Linked DNA regions of Sus scrofa: all the other regions are linked to region 1. Evidence: chromatin contacts called from public Hi-C and HiChIP or PLAC-seq data. All regions are on one chromosome and are shown on one strand. Each heading gives the region's core, a stretch centred on a gene start, on an enhancer-like site or on the middle of the called end of the contact. The rest is flanking DNA. Distances are from core to core; before and after follow the strand shown. Region 1 holds the start of SLK (STE20-like serine/threonine-protein kinase). Region 2 holds the start of ITPRIP (inositol 1,4,5-trisphosphate receptor-interacting protein). Region 3 holds the start of CFAP43 (cilia- and flagella-associated protein 43).

Region 1 (2,959 bases), core at 303-2,802:
CCATTACATTATAGGTTATTACAAGATATTGAGTATAGTTCCCTAAAACATACATTTTATTTTATTTTAAAAATTATTTATTTATCTATTTATTTGGCTTTGCCCTTGGCATATAGAAGTTCCTGGGCCAGGGATTAATCTGGGTGGCAGCTGCTACCTAAGCTGCTGTGATCTGATACTTAACCCACTGCACCACAGCAGGAACTCCCTAAAAGCATATATTTTAAATATGTATAGTTTGTTTTGCTTTGTGATTTTTCTTTTCTTGGCTCTGTCCAGTGCATGTGAAAGTTCCACAGGCTAGAGAGAGAAACATACCACAGTGACAATGCTGGATCCTTAACATGCTGAGCCACCAGGGAACTCCTGTACAGTCTATCGTATATCAGTTATACCTCAATAAAACTATTAAAAATTGAAAGTCTTGAGAAACAAAATCATCTTATCCCTCCTACTAGAAGAGGGGTTTTGCTATGCCATTTTGAGGGTGGAGGGAAGAATGGTTTGGGTGTGGTATGTAGATAGCAATATGGCCTCTGCTCCAGACAGCTTTGATTAATTAATTCCAGGGATCTGTCTTCCTATCATATGCCAGGAATGTTGGTGGGTACCTGGATATCAAGGTGAACAAAGAGCCACTGCCCTAAAGGGCTCCTGTCTAGTGGTGGACACCATCTGAGAGATTCCAGCCAAAGCCCACATGGCCCATTAGGTAGACTGTCCACTAGAACTGCCCAAGGAGGCGGAGGCTGGTCAGGAAGTCAAGACCTTGGTAAGAGGTTTAGATGGAGTCATGAAAGGTGGCACCAGCGTTATAGCCACCATATGTAAGTGGCCAGAAGAAGATAGATAATCCTCAAGGGAGTGTCGCGGTCATCCCTGGAGAAGAAGTTGGCTTAAACAATTTTTACATGTATTATATATATCTTACCAGCACACTTGTAGCAACAGCAGAAACTGAAATTGAGCGTTTGCCAGTGCAGGCACCGTGCAAAGGGTTTACATCCATTGCCTTCTTTATTTCTCTTCACAGTTCCCAGGTCAGGACTTTTAAGGATTTTCATTTAACAATGAAGAAACTGACGCTGGAAGAGGTTACCCGCGCAAGGTCATAGAGCTGGTCGGCTCTGGCTCCAACGCTCCCATACTCCCCTCTCACTTAACTCTGGGACCGTTGGAGAGAGAACAAGTCCCCTCCGAACCGGACAGCTCATCTTTCACCCTACACATTTTCCCTGATCCGGAATGAAGGCAAGATCCACTAGTACAATCAAAGGGGTCGTGCGCAAAGGGGCAACTACACCAAAGCCATAGGCTGATAAAGATAATGGGGCTTGGAGGGCAAATCGGAAGCAACCAGCAGCCAGCCCTCGGCTCAAGCGCCCACTTCGCCCCCGCCTCCGCGGGGTGCCTGCAAGCCGCCCAAGGGCTGCCAGCTTGTGGGGCTTAACGCGCGTGCGCGGAGCCAGAGGTGACGCCCCCGCGCGAGTGCGCGGAGAGTCCGGCGCGCGGCAGGAGGAGCGCGCGGGCGCGCTGCGGCGTCGGCGTCGGCGCGCGCTCCAAGCAGAGGCTGCGTGGGCTGGGGAGGGAGCGAGGCGGCGGCGGCTGCGCCCCAGAGCCCAGGGGACGCGCGGGTCTCGCGCCGCGGGTGCAGACGGCTGCAGAGGAAACCCAGGGCTCCCGGCCCGGGGCGGGAGCGCTCGGCCAGCCGACTGCCCGGCTCCGAGGCCGCCGGCTGCGTCCCTCACTCGGAGTGGCCGCCGCCCCTGGAGACTCGCCGTGACACGGGCCTAACCGTGGCGGCTGCGGGCGTCCGGACCGCTCGAACCCGTCGGGCCGGGCCGGGTGTGGACGAACGTCCGGGCAGGTGCCGCCCCCCGAGGGCCGGCGGGGGTCTCGGCGCTTAGCCGCTCGGCCCCCGGGCCGGGCTTCGCGGAGGGGCCGCCGGCGCAGCGCCCCCACCTTGTGGGCGGGAGCGGGAGTCGCGCCCCGCCTTCCCCGGGGACAGCCCGGCCGGAGCGGCGGGAGCCCGGACGACCCGCGCCCGCCGCCGCCTGCCGGGCTCGCGCGGGAGACGAGGGAGGAGAAACTTTGCCTTGTATTGTTTTCAGTCCTTAAGTGCGAGGAACTCTGTTGGGAAGAAAAATGTCCTTCTTCAATTTCCGTAAGATCTTCAAGTTGGGGAGCGAGAAGAAGAAGAAGCAGTACGAACATGTGAAGAGGGACCTGAACCCCGAGGAGTTTTGGGAAATTATAGGAGAATTGGGCGACGGAGCCTTTGGGAAAGTGTACAAGGTAAGAGGGAGAAAACGGGAAGTTCCACTTGTGAGATCAAACAGCCAGTGGCCCGGAGTGGCACGAGGATTTCTAGCTCCTTGGTCCCGGTCCTGCCTTGTGGACCTTCTTGTGACTTCGTAACTGTACATTGGAACTTTATTTAGGTTACCGTTCGAAGAGTAGCTAAGACACAGGGTTTAAGGTTGAACAAAATGGGGCCTGGATGTAGTTTAAAGAGTGATTGCCAAAGAGAGGCAGGATATGCATTCTGCTCTGTCAAACGTTAAAGGAAATGAGGGTGTTGTTTAATTTAAAGGAGGGGTCTGGTCGTGGCCCTCAAGTATTTTCGAATCAGAAATCATTATACTTTTCAGTGGCTGCCTGTTTGTGCACTAGCTGTTGGCAGTCATATGTACACTTGGACTAAAACAGTTCCCTTTTTTGGGTCCAGGATATATATTTGGTTGTATCTGTACCTAATAATACATAACCAGTCTCTTGGGATGAGGGCAAAGTGATTGCTACTTGCAGACTATTGTTGAATTGGTTGCTTGACAACATACTATAAAATGGAATGGAATTTCTGATAGAAAATTTCCAGAAGGGAACCTGCATCTGGTACTAGTTTCCAAATGTAATAAGCATTGACTGGAAGTCCATACCAGGGTTTAAGAAACAAAAC
Region 2 (2,959 bases), core at 190-2,689, 380 kb after region 1:
AAAGGCAACGTGTGGTGCCCAAGAGGTGCAGTAAAATATTTTTCTTTCCTGGGAGGTAGCATTTATGGTTTTAAAGAGAAGAAGCCTTTTGGATGGGAAGTCCAGCCCTGGGGCTTCGGAGTCCCTCCACCAGGCAGCCAGGAAAGTGGAGACAATGGGAAAAGGACGGGATGGGTTTAGGGGCCAGGTGGCAGAAACTAGCTGCAGCTCCTAGAGAAAGTTCTGAACAGCGTGGGGTCTTCTCCATCAACAGCCCTGAAAGAGGAAGCAGCGAGGGCTTTATCCGGCCCCAGCACAGCTTCACTAATTTAAACCAAGAAAAAGCAGGCTTCACACCCTCTCCCTGTTTCCAGAAGGGGAAAGAAGGAGGGAAAGGAGCGGGCTAGAGAGTAAGGAGACTCGGCCTTTTTGTCCTAGCATCTGCCCAGACGGTCGAAGGTAACGGACCAGCGAGTCCGCACAAACAACAGCGTGGTCCCGCTTCCGGCGCGGCGGTTCTGTGCGGCGGGGAGGAGGAGCTGCCGGCGGCGCGTGGCTGCAGGGAAGCACCCACGGTCTCCGCGTCTCGAGAGGGGTTAAAGCCGAGAGGCTGGGGCGCAGGACCCCGCGCGGCGCGAGGACGGAAAGGGAACCTGGGAGGACAGCCGCCCACCCCCACATTCTCTCGGGCACCTTAACAGGGTCTCCCAAGTCAGCCCCAACCTGGGAGGCTGAGCTGGCGCCCCTCTTAAATCCGCCACCGCGCCTCCGCCTGGTCCCCTTCCTTCCTTCCTATACGCGAGATGCTTGGGGAGGACGCAGAGCCTCTCGGCTTCAGGCCAGGGACTTACGTTTAGTCTTGGTGTCCGCTCCCTGGCGCGGGAGGGACCGCGCGAGCCTCCGCTGCACGCGCGGGTCCCGGGGGCCCGGAATCGGCTGTCTGGCGGCTGCTGCCGCGGAGCGTCAGGGCAATTAGAGGGACGCGGGCGGTGATACCCCAGCCGGCTCCCGCCTTCTGGCCTCCATCAGCGGGGGCTCTAAAGGACTTCAGAGTTACTCATTTCCTGGATGTCAAAGAAACTTTTCCTCCTTATAAGAACAAAACACCCGCCTCTACTTTCGGCTGCGGAGTCTCCTTAAGGTGGACCGTGAGGGTTAGGGAGGGGATGAACGCCGGGTCTGCAGCGGAAGTTTGCCCATCGATCATCCCAGAAACTCTAGAGCGGACAGCAGAACTGGAAGGTGATCCGGAGAGATGGGATCTGGCTACAGAGTAAACTGGGGCTAATGGACAGCAAGTCCGGGGAGGACGCCCTTAAATGTCGGTCTCGGCCGGCGGAACGGAAAGGGTTAATTCCCTGCACGCCTTCGGAGCGTTTTCCCGCGGCACATTTTAGATGCTGTGGAATTCCAGGGGCCACCTAGTTTCTCCTCTGGAGGGAAATATAAATCGAGACAAAACGCTAGCCCTTTTCTCTTTTACGGCTTGAATGGATTAAAATAACTCACCAGATTTTACGGTAAATGAAAGCACCGTCGCCTTTTCCTGAGTAACCAGACACAAAGGAGAATCACGACCAAGTGATTTTTATCTGTAGAGGGCGCTTTAGTGTCCAATGCCTGTTTACAGTTAGGATGTTAGACCCCTATTTTAGTCACCAGGGAACCGAGGTCAGGAGGGACAGCAGCGCTCTGGTCATACTTGATGGATTATGAAATCCATAACCTATTATCTTCTCTTTGTGACCTGCCCAAATTCCACAGCCAGTAGAAGTGGCTGGGAAGGGCTTGAATAAATCCTGTGTAAGTGGCTTTACAGGAATCGAAGGCCAAGAAGGGTACACTGGGAGGACGTTATGAGAACACACTGTCGGAATGGTTATCCCTATTGCCACTGCTCTTAAGTGTTAGATCACCTTCTTCCTCTCCTCTGCAAGCCAGCCAAATAGCTTTAACATTCGCCTGGAAGACATTAGGCTGAGTCTGAAAGATAAACAGGCAATGAGAACAAGTTCTAAAAATAGACCCCCTGGCCAGTGGCCCAGGTTAGTCTAGTTTTCTGGCTTTTGCGGCTGCTCACAGCTCTTTCCTTACACCAGGGACAATTATGGCAGAGTTTTAGGGGCTGGTGGGGAGGGACGAGGAAAAGGGTGATGGGGGAAAACATTCGTTCTTTTTTTTTTTTTTCTTTTCTTTTTGCCATTTCTTGGGCCGCTCCCGCTTGGGTTCCCAGGCTAGGGGTCTAATCTGAGCTGTAGCTGCCAGCCTACACCAGAGCCACAGCAATGCTGCATCCGAGCTGCGTCTGCGACCCACACCACAGCTCACCGCAACGCTGGATCCTTAACCCACTGAGCAAGGGCAGGGCTCGAACCCGAAACCTCATGGTTCCTAGTCGGATTCGTTAACCACTGCGCCACGACGGGAACTCCGGAAGACATTCTTGAAAGGCCTGTGTTTTTCTAAAATGTCTGTATTTGTAAAATGTCTGTTTTCCACCAAAGCAGGTGGGGTAAATTCCTGAGAGGTGGGGACTACTGGAGCGAGCACCACTACACTGCCTAACCCTGCAGTAAGGATTTAGGGTTCTTCGTGGTGGAACACCAAAGTTAGTGCTTGAATGCCCTCTGGGATCCTCATCCTGTGTGCAAAGTTGTTTTAGCACTTTCTAACTAGGTATGTATACTTATCTATATAAGCAACATTTATTACATTTGTTTTTTGTTTAAACCTGATTATTTCATTCTCTGTGACCTGACGGTCACTTTCATCTCCCCTCTATTCTCTGCAAAGTCCAGGGTCCTAACCAGGCACCTGGGCCATTCATGAACTGGCCTCTACTTATCTCACCAACTACATATCTCATTCCATTTTTCCACACCAAACTCCTTGCAGTTCTTGGAACGTATGCTTCTCAGAATGTGATAATGAGTTTGTTTTTTCCCCTTTGGAGGTTCACGTGGGCGCTATCTTCTGCCTG
Region 3 (2,959 bases), core at 291-2,790, 300 kb after region 1:
CAAAAATCAAGAAATCTTTGAAACACAAGGATTGTCTTTCCACACATCTAATCTCTTTTCACTCCCATTCTGCCCAAAACAATCTCAAAGATAAAAGAACACACGTGCCAGCGGTGAGACCAGTTTGAGTGCAGGCATTCCAGAAACTTAAATGCAGATGGGAAAGTTCCCATCTGCATTTAAGTCTAAGAGCCCTCCTCAGAGAGCTCTTCCAATGAAGGAAAACCTCTGTTCAAACCTGAGAAAATCTCAGAAGGATTTCTGGGGTCTTGCATGCTGGGAAAGAAAAAGTCAAAACAGAGAGAGAAAAGAGCTTGATCCCAATAGAAAACAGGGTGCAACCTGGGCCTTTGCTTTATAACTAGTTTTGATTTTAAAAATAAACTGTAAAAAACATCTTTGAATAGGACAGCTTGCTTTGTGGTTGTGAACCCAGAAGGAAAATTGCTTCTTTACAAAAATGGAACGTGTGTAGCCATATTTTAGATCAAACTAGAGATAAATGCAGAAAGGAAAAGGAATAAGTCAACATGAATGAAAAGGTCAGAACATGAAAGGAACATATTTTATACCATTAAATATTTTATATAGCATCATAAAAAGAATAACTTAACTGGTAAGAATAACAAAAATAATACACCCTCTGAAAATAAGTAAAATCTAAAATGCATAAATTGGTTAAAAAACAGGGTAACTATATAAATATGTCCTCACAATTTGTTACATCTTATTGATTCTTCAATATAGGCATTACACCATTCTAAGTGATGTGATAAACAATATGCACTTATTTATTATGAGATATAGTTATTCTCCAGAGATTCCTTGTTTGTGTATCAATTGTAGATTTTTGGTTTGCAGTTCGAAAGGAACATATTTTAAAGTAAGAAATGTGTGGTGAATGTAAGCTAGATGGAGGAGTCTGGGGTGAGGGGAGACTCTATCTCTATTTAATTATTAAAATATGCTTAAAGAAAAATGTCAAGGGAATGGAGAGTACAGCCGGGCTGGTGCAGGACGCCCCGTGGAACAGAGTGCCGGGAACACTCTAGCATGTGGAAGGAACGAAATGCCAAGTTACATCCTTGCAGATGCTTACGATCACCACAAATGCAAATAAACCCAAAGTCCACGGACGGGAGTTAAAGGGAAGGGATTGAGGTCATTAAGTTTGGGGAAAGTCACCAAAGACGTGGAAAGAGCTGGAAATGTGTTAAGTGAAAAAGGGGACGGAGTGGGGCTGGGGGTGGAACGGAGAGCATTCACAGAGAACGGAAGTCTGCAGGAGGGTTTGGGGTTGAAGGAGAAGATGTCGAATTTGTGGGAGAGCAGGTCTACAGGAGAGGAAGCTGCGGGTACAGCTGAGGGAAAAATTTCCTCAAGACCGAGTCAGTTAGGAGGCGGGCGGCAGTGAACCTCACGGACGCGGCGCTTCGGGCTACGTCTCGTTCCCAGCCTTGTACCATGAGCCGTGAGCCTCGCAGCTGGGCCACCCGCGGTAAACGTGGAACCCAACTAGGATCTGCCGGGTTATTCCGAAGCCCCAGCCCGCCCGCCCGAGTTGCCTCCACTGTTTACCGCTTCGTAACCCCTGCGCCCATTGGCTCTGTCCTTTGAGACGCTCATGTTTGAGTCAAGCGGATTGGTGAAAGTTCTGGGGGTGGAGGGGTCTTGACGAATGGAGAGCGACGCGCGAAGCGCGGGGCGGGTACTGGAATGGCCCAGCCCGCGGCAAATAATTAACAAAGTTGCTAAGTCTCAGCACTAGAATGAAATGTTGAGGGCTGACTGTCCAAGATTCGTGCGGGTATAGTTTTATATAATATTCAAATCCTCATCAGTCCCACTTTACAGAAAAGGAAAGGGAGGATAAGAGAAATAATTTGCTCAAGGCTACAAAGCTGAGTGGGATTTTTTAAAGCCAACTCTAGAGGAAGTTCCCAGTTGCTGAGCAGCGGAAATGGATCTGACTAGTATCCACGAGGATGTGGGTTTGATCCGTGGCCTCACTCAGTGGGTTGAGAATCCAGCGTTGCCCTGAGCTGTGGAGAAGGTCGCAGACACAGCTCTGATCCGGAGTTGCTGTGACTGTGACACAAGGCCAGCAACTGCAGCTTTCATTTCACCCCTAGCCTGGGAACTTACATATGCTGCACCAGCGGCCCTAAAAAGCAAATAAATAAATAAATAAAGCCAACTCTAGTCTACATCTGGAGTGCCAAACCTTTAATTACTTTTTTACACTTTCTGATGTACCCTCAGCTATTTCAAAGAGGCAGACAGCTCCTAGAAATAACTTGTGGGAAGGGCAGCAGTTTGTCCTTGCTTCTGCCCTCCCCTCTCATGCTCTCCCCTGCCCGCTGCCCTTTGCCTTCTTTCGTCCTTTCTAGACCTATCTTCTTCCCTTCTTTAGGTCACTCCTTTCCTTCCCATCTTGTCACCTTCTCTTCTTTTCATCCAGAGATATTTACCAAGTATCTCATGTGCTAGTCATTTGGAACTGTAAAGGGAAATAATCAATAAACAAATCTATCCTAGGAATGGAAAAGAATTTTATTTGAACCATACCGAGGACGATAAGCTAGGACACACAGATTCAAGAACCACTTAAATTGCTTAAAATTATTCAAATTACATTCCTGAAAATCCACAGAAGAATGTTGTATCAAGTGGGTATATACGGTCTGCAAAAGCAGGTGGCACTTAGAAGGAAGAAAGCTATCACAAGTCTTCCAACTCTTGATCTTCAACCAGCAGAATCAGTTCAGTTTAGCTCCTTCAGGTCAATTGCTGACAATTATAGCTGCAAAAAAATGTGAAATGCCTTTACCTGTGGCTAACAGCAGTGTGTATCCAGATGTTCATATACGATGCACACAACCACAAAGGGCTTGGAGCTGATCCAATGTGATGCAGAGCAGCACTACAGAGCAGTGGTTTCCTGGGACAGTGTCTTTTG

What was found. A called contact is a pair of places that touch in the nucleus more often than the background predicts. HiChIP or PLAC-seq counts read pairs in DNA pulled down with a chosen protein or histone mark.
Region 2: a contact with region 1 is called in a Hi-C map of heart right ventricle, with 4 times the contacts expected there. The contact joins the promoter of ITPRIP here to the promoter of SLK in region 1. A contact is called at or near these places in 1 of 5 promoter capture datasets (fetal liver) and 1 of 47 Hi-C or Micro-C datasets (heart right ventricle).
Region 3: an H3K27ac HiChIP or PLAC-seq map of alveolar macrophages shows a contact between it and region 1. The contact joins the promoter of CFAP43 here to the promoter of SLK in region 1. A contact is called at or near these places in 1 of 47 Hi-C or Micro-C datasets (heart right ventricle) and 1 of 2 datasets of contacts at active chromatin or transcription factors (alveolar macrophages).

What each region holds. Positions count from the first base shown.
Region 1 is chr14:114,897,411-114,900,369 of Sscrofa11.1, forward strand. SLK (STE20-like serine/threonine-protein kinase) reads left to right here and starts at 1,553. Exons shown (of 18, transcript XM_005671435.3): 1 at 1,553-2,295. The coding sequence starts at 2,146.
Region 2 is chr14:115,276,104-115,279,062 of Sscrofa11.1, forward strand. It overlaps ITPRIP (inositol 1,4,5-trisphosphate receptor-interacting protein), which reads right to left and starts at 1,440. Exons shown (of 5, transcript XR_002338487.1): 1 at 831-1,440.
Region 3 is chr14:115,200,425-115,203,383 of Sscrofa11.1, forward strand. It overlaps CFAP43 (cilia- and flagella-associated protein 43), which reads right to left and starts at 1,541. Exons shown (of 43, transcript XM_021072821.1): 1 at 1,464-1,541.